2 separate regions of the Pan troglodytes genome follow, and region 2 is linked to region 1. The links are chromatin contacts, called in public HiChIP or PLAC-seq maps. All regions are on one chromosome and are shown on one strand. The core of a region is the stretch at or near the end of the contact, and the rest is flanking DNA. Distances in the headings are between cores, read along the strand shown.

Region 1 (4,166 bases), core at 1,114-3,613:
TGTTCTTAGGTCAAATACTTGGGGGATAACATTCTAACATGACGAAAAACTCGTTGGCATATTTAAAGCCAATTAAAGAAGGATTTCAATGTCCAATTCGGAGTGTCCAAAGATATTTTTACTAAAGTTCTGGCCCTCCCCCCTTCCAATTTTTCCTTTGAAAACACACAAACTGCAAATTACATGCTCTAAAGAGAAGAGCTAACGTGTATTTCAGAAAACGGATATATTGGCTTAGATCAACTAGTTTCTATACGGTTTCATTCTGCATTAACAGTTTGCAAGCCCTGAGAAACCAATGGTGCTCAACTCTAGTCCTGTGTCCCTTCTAGATCTTGATCTAGTGCTAATTTCCTACAGGAGGGGACTATGGGACACACAGGCTCCAGCACGAGCCTGATAAAGTGTGGGCCCCGAGAACCAACTACGACGGAGTAACTTCCCTGCCTGCAGGCGATGGGCAGACGACGCTGGCAGAGCCTAGGTAAGAGTCACCTTTCACCAGCGGACTCCAAGAGTAAAACACGATGGTGGCGGGTGGTGAGGGATGTGGAGGGCGGGAAGGAATTGAATCACTCCACAACCTGCCTCCATACCCGCGCATAGTTTTCGTTGCACCCTCTACCCTCACAGAACCTTAAATTCACATTGTCCCAACAAGTTATCTACGTCCCCCTCCCTGAAGGGATATCAAATTGGGCGGGAGCTCCCGCGAACCCTGACCTGGCGCCTCCACGAAGGCTTAGGACCTGGAGGGAGGACGTTGGGGGGCGGGGAGGGCGCTTTTTCAAAAAAAGCCGCTGAATGCTTCTTCCTGTCCTCCCTCCCCTAAGGTGCTCTCCCAAGATGTACCCCCAAACCATATTCTCCCTGCCCTGCCGCCACCAGTGACCTTAGGGCTTTCCTTTGGCCTCCCACTCGGGACTTCCTCCTCCGGCTCCGCTAGGCCCCAGGACCCGGCGGCACGCACGGCGCTCGGCCTGCAGGCCCCGCCAGGCAGGCGGGCAGCGAGGTACCATCCCGGCCCATTCCCGCCGCCATTTTCCGGCCACCGTCGCCGCCGCGTAGGGGGGACCATTCCGGAGGAGGAGACTGCGCAGGGGCGCACCGGTCTCCGCCGCAGCGCGCGGGGGGGGGGGTGCGCCGGCTCTAGGAGGAATCCTTAGGATCTCCGAAGCTCCCCTCGCTGGCCACCCTGTGCCAAGCTAAGGTCTCCTACCAGGCCTTACCGAGAAGTCCCTGGCCTCACCCCGGCGCCCGGCGCTTCTACTTACGCGGAAAAATCCCGCGTCCATCTTGCCGCCTCGCTCGGAGATCGCTCCCTATCCCAGGGTACACCGCGCCGCCGCGACGGAGGGCGGGACCGGCGGAGGGAAAGCCGAGCGCCGGGACGCAGCGCGCGTCGTTGCGCCCGCCCCCTCCGGCCGACACGAGGCCGCGCCTGCTCAGTGCGCCGAGAGCCCGCCACGCGTGCGCACGAGCGCCAGCGGGGGCGGGCTTCTGTCAGGCCCTGAACTCCCCGGTAGGTAGTGGAGGAGGCGAAGCTGACGACCGCAGCCAATGGGAGCAAAAGGGAAGGCCGTCGAGTCGCCCCGCCCTGCAAGTCCTTTTGTGGCGCGTGACCATCCTTGTTCGCGCAATGTGACGTGACCCATCCTTCGACCCGTAGTGGAAGAGGCTTGGCGTCCTGGAGTTCCATGAAGCGTTTGAAGAGAAAGGCTGTTACCTCAGAGTGACGCGGGCGAGGCGGCCTGTGCGCCGACGAGAGGCCTGCGGCTTCCCTCTCGTTGTGAAAGTTGTGATTGTGTAGGTTTTACGCGTTTACCAGACGAGAGAGGATTGGCTGTAAAGCGGTCGAGCCTGGCAGCAGACACGAAATCTGCCTTGTAGCCCAGCTTGCTCAGCCTTTGGAGGAAGCTGGAAGTGTCCAGTAGATGAGTTTCGGTTTCGGCGGCCCCGTAATCACGCCGCTGGGCAGGACGCCCGCCAGAGAGCCAGGGTCCTCGGGCTCTGCCTCGGGCTCTCCCCAGCCCGGGTCTCGGACTCCGAGAAGCACCAGCTTCCTCCCAGCGCCTCGCCTGGCCGCCCTGGTGCCTCTGCTCTGGCTGCGAGGGCCTTGGGTTGGATGCGCACTGCTAGATTTTCTTATTGTTTTGAAAATTATTGGCCGGGCGCGGTGGCTCACGCCTGTATCCCAGCACTTTGGGAGGCTGAGGCGGGCGGATCACGAGGTCAGGAGATCGAGACCATCCTGGCTAACACGGTGAAACCCCGTCTCTACTAAAAATACAAAAAATTAGCTGGGCGTGGTGGCGGGCGTCTGTAGTCCCAGCTACTCTGGAGGCTGAGGCAGGAGAATGGCGTGAACCCGGGAGGCGGAGCTTGCAGTGAGCCGAGATCACGCCACTGCACTCCAGCCTGGGCGACAGAGCGAGACTGTCTCAAAAAAATAAAAGTTATTTTTATCTAATAAAGCAGAGATGGGGGTCTCGCTCTGTTGCTGGTCTCGAACTCCTGGCCTCCCAAAGTGCAGGGACTTCAGGCCTGAGTCACCGCGCCCGGCCCCACTCTGCCAGCTTTTTCGCAAGCGCTTCTCGCCCTTCTCGCTTCCCTTTCTCGGAGGGAAAGCCGGCGTCCCTTTCTCAGAAAGGCCTCCTCCGGCCATCTTTTGCATCGTTCCCGCCCCCACACACACTCTCGCCTCCCTTTTCTCTTTTTTTCCATGGCACTTAGCCCACCTGAAAGTATGTATGTGTTTGCTCTCGTGGCTGGAGACACTAGCTGTGTGCTGGCGACATCCCTGCATCTCCAGCTCAGACTTCTCTCCTGACCGTCCCACGTGCCCCAAGTTGAAATCCTGATTCCTTCGCCCTCCATCCACCAAAACCACAAACCACCTGCCCTTCCCAGGGTCTTCCCTGGCTCCCGCTGACCGCAGTGGCTTTCCTTTGGTGTAGGACGCAAGCGTGTGTTACTCTTGACTCCTTTCCTTTACCTCGGCTTTCAAACCATCAAGAAACCCTCCCTGCTGTCAGACGTGGTTCAGGGCACCATCGTCTCTTCCCTGAACTGCGCTAACCCCCTAACTGGTCTTCCTGCTTCTACCCTGGCCACTCAGCATCTACTCTAAGTGTAGCCGGCAGGGTAGTTCTGTTAGAAAACCTTAATCAGACACTTTTCTCAAAACCTTACAGCAGCCTCTCATTTTTGTTAGAACAAAAGCCAAAATCCTACCTGATGCACGCTATTTCGTCTTTGATGTAATCTAGAATGCTCCCAGATATCTTTTTTTTTTTTTTTTTTTTTTTTGAGACCGAGTCTCGCTCTGTCGCCCAGGCTGAAGTGCAGTGGCGCGATCTCGGCTCACTACAACCTCTGCCTCCCGGGTTCAAGCGATTCTCCTGCTTCGGCCTCCCTGGCAGCTGGGACTACAGGTGCGCACCACCACGCGTGGCTAATTATTGTATTTTTAGTAGAGATGGGGTTTTGCCATGTTGGCCAGTCTGGTCTCGAACTCCCAACCTTCACTGATCCTCCCGCCTCGGCCTCCCAAACTGCTGGGATTACAGGCATGAGCCACCACGCTGACCTACTCCTGGATATCTACTGGGCAAACTTAAAGTCCCCACTGCCCCCCCGCAGATGGGGTCTTGCTCTGTCTGCCCAGGCTGGAGTGCAGTGGCAGGATCTCGGCTCACTGCAACCTCCACCTCTCAGTTTCAAGGAATTCTCCTGCCTCAGCCTCCCGAGTTGGGAGCTGGGATTACAGACGCTCGCCGCCAAGTCCGGCTACTTTTTTTATCTTTAGTGGAGATGGGGTTTCACCATGTTAGCCAGGCTGGTCTGGAACTCCTGACCTCGTGATCCACCTGCCTTGGCCTCCTAAAGTGCTGGGATTATAGGCGTGAGCCACCGTGCCCGGCCTGGGCAAAGTTTTTACTTTAAAGTTTTTACTCGATGGTCACTCACTGAAGCCTAACCTGACTGCCTTGTTGGAAGTTGCTCGGATATCCTCTCTACATCCTGATGCCCGTTACTCTTTTTTTTTTTTTTTTCATAGCTTTTATCACCTAATATGCATTTAACCTGGTTTTTTTTTTTTTTTTTTTTTGAGACAAGGCCTGGCTCTGTCACCCAGGCTGGAGTGCAGTCACGTGATCTTGGCT
Region 2 (4,166 bases), core at 804-3,303, 450 kb after region 1:
GAAGCTGGCTCTTCAGTGCCCACCGTTCCACTTATGAGAGTTGAGAGGTTAGCGCCATGATCTTTGCAAATCAGGAAGTGATTAAGACTGGGGAGGTTTGTTCTTGTTTGCCCTTAAGCAAGCAAGAGGCTGGGTAGCAGAAGTTTTAAAACCACAAGCTTTGAGGACAGACAGACTGAGTTCCAAATCGCAGCCCTATCACTATAATTAGCTGTGTGACCTAAGCAAGGATGTAACCTCTCCGAGTTTCATCTGTTAAAAGGGGATATTAATAATATCCACCTCATAGGGTTGTTGTGAAGATTAAATACTGTATGTAAACTGCAGTGCCATTATATAACAAAGACTCAATAAAGAGTCGTGCAGTCGGCTGTTTGGGATAAAGAGATATCAATAGAGATATATTCATTTTATTCCAGAATGGATGGATTGTATTTGAGATACCTGAAAAAAATTGAAGCAGTGTATTTAGGACCTAAGTAGAAGCAAGGTCGTGGTAACTGGCTGAGATTTTCTGACCGGCATCTATAGATGACATTTTTTTTAAGGTTTTGAAAGATCCAACTTGGCCAAGCTCATAGTCACAAAATGTCTCTTGAAGGATCAAGGCATCTGAACACACAATTTCCTAACTCGAAACTATGCGTGGGCGGGGAGGTGGGGGAAGAGGAACAAGAGAACAAACATGTGAGAAACAAATTGTCAAAAAAGAGCAAGTGCGGGTTTCAGATGCATAGCACAGGAGCCCATGGGTGGAGCAGGTGGCAAATGAAGATATTTCTGTCCCTGCTGTTGAACCGCTCCAAGCGCAGTGGGATTCCGGGTCTGAAAGAGTTGCAGTTGCTGGGTGGAAATGAAAGTCAACATTTCAGGGCCGGGTGCATGGCTCATGCCTATAATCCCAGCACTTTGGAAGGCCGAGGTGGGCAGATCACTTGAGGCCAGGAGTTCGAGATTAGCCTGGCCAACATGGCGAAACCCCGTCTTTACTAAAAATACACGAATTAGCTGGGCATGGTGGCTTACGCCTGTAGTCCCAGCTACTTGGCAGGCTGAGGCATAAGAATCGCTTGAACCAGTAGGTAGAGGTTGCAGTGAGCCATGATCACGCTACTGCACTCCAGCCTGGGTGAGAGTGAGACTCTGTCAAAAAAAAAGAAAGCAAGAAAATAAGAAAGCAAGAAAGAAGGAAAGAGAGAGAAAAAAGAAGGAAGGAAGGAAGGAAGAAAGGAAAGAAAGAAAGAAAGAGAGAAAGGAAGGAAGGAAGGAGAAAAGAAAGTCAGCAGTCAACATTTCAGAGATCCCAAGATACCAACACTGACCGTGCCTGCTGCTCTTCCATCCTCCTCCACCCTGCGCCTTTGAGGTGGAATTGCGTCCTCTGTGAGCAGGGCTTTGTTAAGAGATCCTAATTAAGGCCAGGCACAGTGGCTCATGCCTGTAATCCCAGCACTTTGGGAGGCTGAGGTCACCTGAGGTCAGGAGTTCAAGACCAGCCTGCCCAACATGGTGAAACCCCATCTCTACAAAAATTAGCTGAGCATGATGGCAGGTGCCTGTAATCCCAGCTACTTGGGAGGCTGAAGTGAGAAAATAGCTTGAACCCAGGAGGCGGGGTTGCAGTGAGCCAAGATCACACTATTGCATTCCAGCCTGGGCGACAGAGCTTTCGTCTAAAAAAAAAAAAAAGAAAAAAAATCCTGATTAAGCAGAAGCCTTGATGCTAGTCCCAGAAGCATCCTGAAATTTCCAAAAGAAATTTCCCCCGCGGTTAAACTCAGAGCAACTTTTGGACCCACCAAGCTCTGTGAAAATCATTTTCTCTTCCAAAAACTGATGGGACCAAAGCTGATCCCAGTTTCAAATAATTATCAAAAAATTGGAAACGAAATATGATCAGAAAAGAAGAAAGTTGAAAAAGAAAATCCTCATCACCCAAAGACAACAACCATTAATATTTTGGTAATTATTATTCCAAATATCTTTCTATGCATACAGACAGACTCACACACACACACACACACACACACACACAATTTTTTTTTTTTTTGAAACTGGGTTTCACTCTGTCGCCCAGGCTGGAGTGCAGTGGCGCGATCTCGGCTCACTGCAACCTCCGCCTCCTGGGTTCAAGCGATTCTCCTGCCTCAGCCTCCCTGATAGCTGGGATTACAGGTGAGTGCCACCACGCCCGGCTGATTTTCTGTATTTTTAGTAGAGACGGGGTTTCACCATGTTGGCCAGGCTTGTCTCCAACTCCTGACCTCAGGCGATCCACCCGCCTCACCCTCCCAAAGTGCTGGGATTACAGGCGTGAGCCACCGCGCCCGGCTACACACACACTTTTTTAATGGGCCTATGTTTTAGCACTCGCTTTTCTGTTTCTCAGTGTGTTGCAAACACCTCGGTGTCGATACACACCATTCGGCAACGTCCTCCTAAAGGGCCGCATAATATTGCGCGTCGAGGCGTGTGCCTTACTGGGAAGCTACTACTGTCCAGGTGAACACCACAGCCTTCGGGGTCAGAAAGACAGCTTTCCCCAGAACAAGCACCTGAAGCTCTGGGGCCTGCCGCTCCCCGGGAGAGAAGTACGTGGAGAAGGGCAGCACGGATCCGCCGGGATCCCCGGGGGCATTAAAGGGAATCGCGTGTGTAAGGCGCTGAGCTCAGCATCCGGCTCAGAAACGCGCTCGGATCCCGCCAATGGCATTGAGGCCGCGTAGCCAAACCGGCCTTGAACTCTCCCTAATCCTGCCAAAATGGCCCGTCCTGGAGCACTGGACTGGCCGTGGGTTATTGATCATCAGCCGGTTTCTTCCCCTCCCCTGCCCTTCCCCCGTGCACGGATTTACTGATTTTTTTTTTTTCCGGGAATTGAGTAAAACAAAACTAAGTGCAGATGAAGCAGAGGTACGGGCGAGTTTCGAGCGCGGGGGCCGGCGCGCTCCCCCCCCCCCCCCCCGGGGCGGGGCTGTCCCCAGGGACCTTCTCAGTGAATCCTGGGCGGCAGGGACGGGACCGCGGCTCTGCGGGCCATTGGCTGCCGACTGCGTCACCTGCCCGCGGTGGGCTAGGAGACGGGAGGCGGGAGGCGGGAGGCGGGGACCTGGGCCCGGGCGGGGACGCCGCGGCGGGAAGGCCATGGCGGGGCCCGAGCGCTGGGGCCCCCTGCTCCTGTGCCTGCTGCAGGCCGCTCCAGGTAAGTGCGCGGGGCCACGGGAGGGAGGGGGAAGAGGGCTCCCCGGGCCGGGCCGCGCCCACCCTCGGACCCGGAGCTCCTGGGACAGGCACGGGGTCCGCAGCCACCCGAGCCGGGTGCGAATCGGCCCTGCCTACGCGCCCCCAGTTTGTTTCTTCCCAGGACTGAACAGAACCGGGTCTTTGATATTCCTCTCCCGCAGGAAACGAATCCAGTTTCCTAATGCTTCCAGCTTCAGGAGAACTGGAGAAAAAAGACAGCGGCAGTTTGATACTGCATATTTTTTAATAAAGTGCTTTTTAATGTTTCCTAAAGAAAGCACTGATCCCTGCGTGAAAACCACACTTGACCCTAAAGTGTGGACAGTAGGGAAAGTGGGACCGATTGATGTCCCTTCCCGTTCCTGCCAGGCCTCCGGTGGGACGGAGCTCTGGTCGCCTGTGCCCTGCTTTCTAACAAGACGCCTTTCTTTTGGTGGTGGTGGTGGTGGTGGTGGTGGTTGTTGTTGTTGTTGTTGTTGTTGTTGTTGTTTTCCCACCTCTACTGATAAGTAAGGTGTCAGGTACAAAATTCCTCGCCGTAGGACCCAACCACCAAACCTCACCGCCCACGACTCCAACCAAAGCAGGGAAGAGAAGGTCCAGAAATTGCCCCCAGGATATTTTCCTAGTCTTGGACTCACAGTTTAAAGAGCTGTAAAGGTCCCTGGGCATAATCCAATCATCATAAAAGCCTATATTTATTCAGCAACTTCTTTGTGCCAGGCACCGCATTATTCTGGAAGCCTCACGACCCAGCCATCCTAGGAGGTAGATATTATTCTTACTTTTCCGATGGGAAAACTGAGGCTTGGAGCAATTCAGGGAATTCCTCAAGAAGGACGGCAAAGGTGAGGCACACAGAAGAGAAAAGACGGGCTAAAGCAAGCCTGGCTAGCTTTGGCCTCCAGGGTAGGCACCTGGGA

The links. HiChIP or PLAC-seq counts read pairs in DNA pulled down with a chosen protein or histone mark.
Region 2: a contact with region 1 is called in an H3K4me3 HiChIP or PLAC-seq map of stem cell-derived excitatory neurons, with 7 times the contacts expected there. The contact joins the promoter of IFNLR1 here to the promoter of SRRM1 in region 1. A contact is called at or near these places in 2 of 7 Hi-C or Micro-C datasets (blood and stem cell-derived neural progenitor cells), 1 of 1 datasets of contacts at active chromatin or transcription factors (stem cell-derived excitatory neurons) and 1 of 1 other capture datasets (stem cell-derived neural stem cells).

The regions. Positions count from the first base shown.
Region 1 is chr1:206,368,508-206,372,673 of NHGRI_mPanTro3-v2.0_pri, forward strand. SRRM1 (serine and arginine repetitive matrix 1) reads right to left here and starts at 2,364. Exons shown (of 18, transcript XM_063784629.1): 1 at 1,275-2,364. The coding sequence starts at 1,295.
Region 2 is chr1:206,823,377-206,827,542 of NHGRI_mPanTro3-v2.0_pri, forward strand. It overlaps IFNLR1 (interferon lambda receptor 1), which reads left to right and starts at 2,054. Exons shown (of 8, transcript XM_016956381.4): 1 at 2,054-2,175.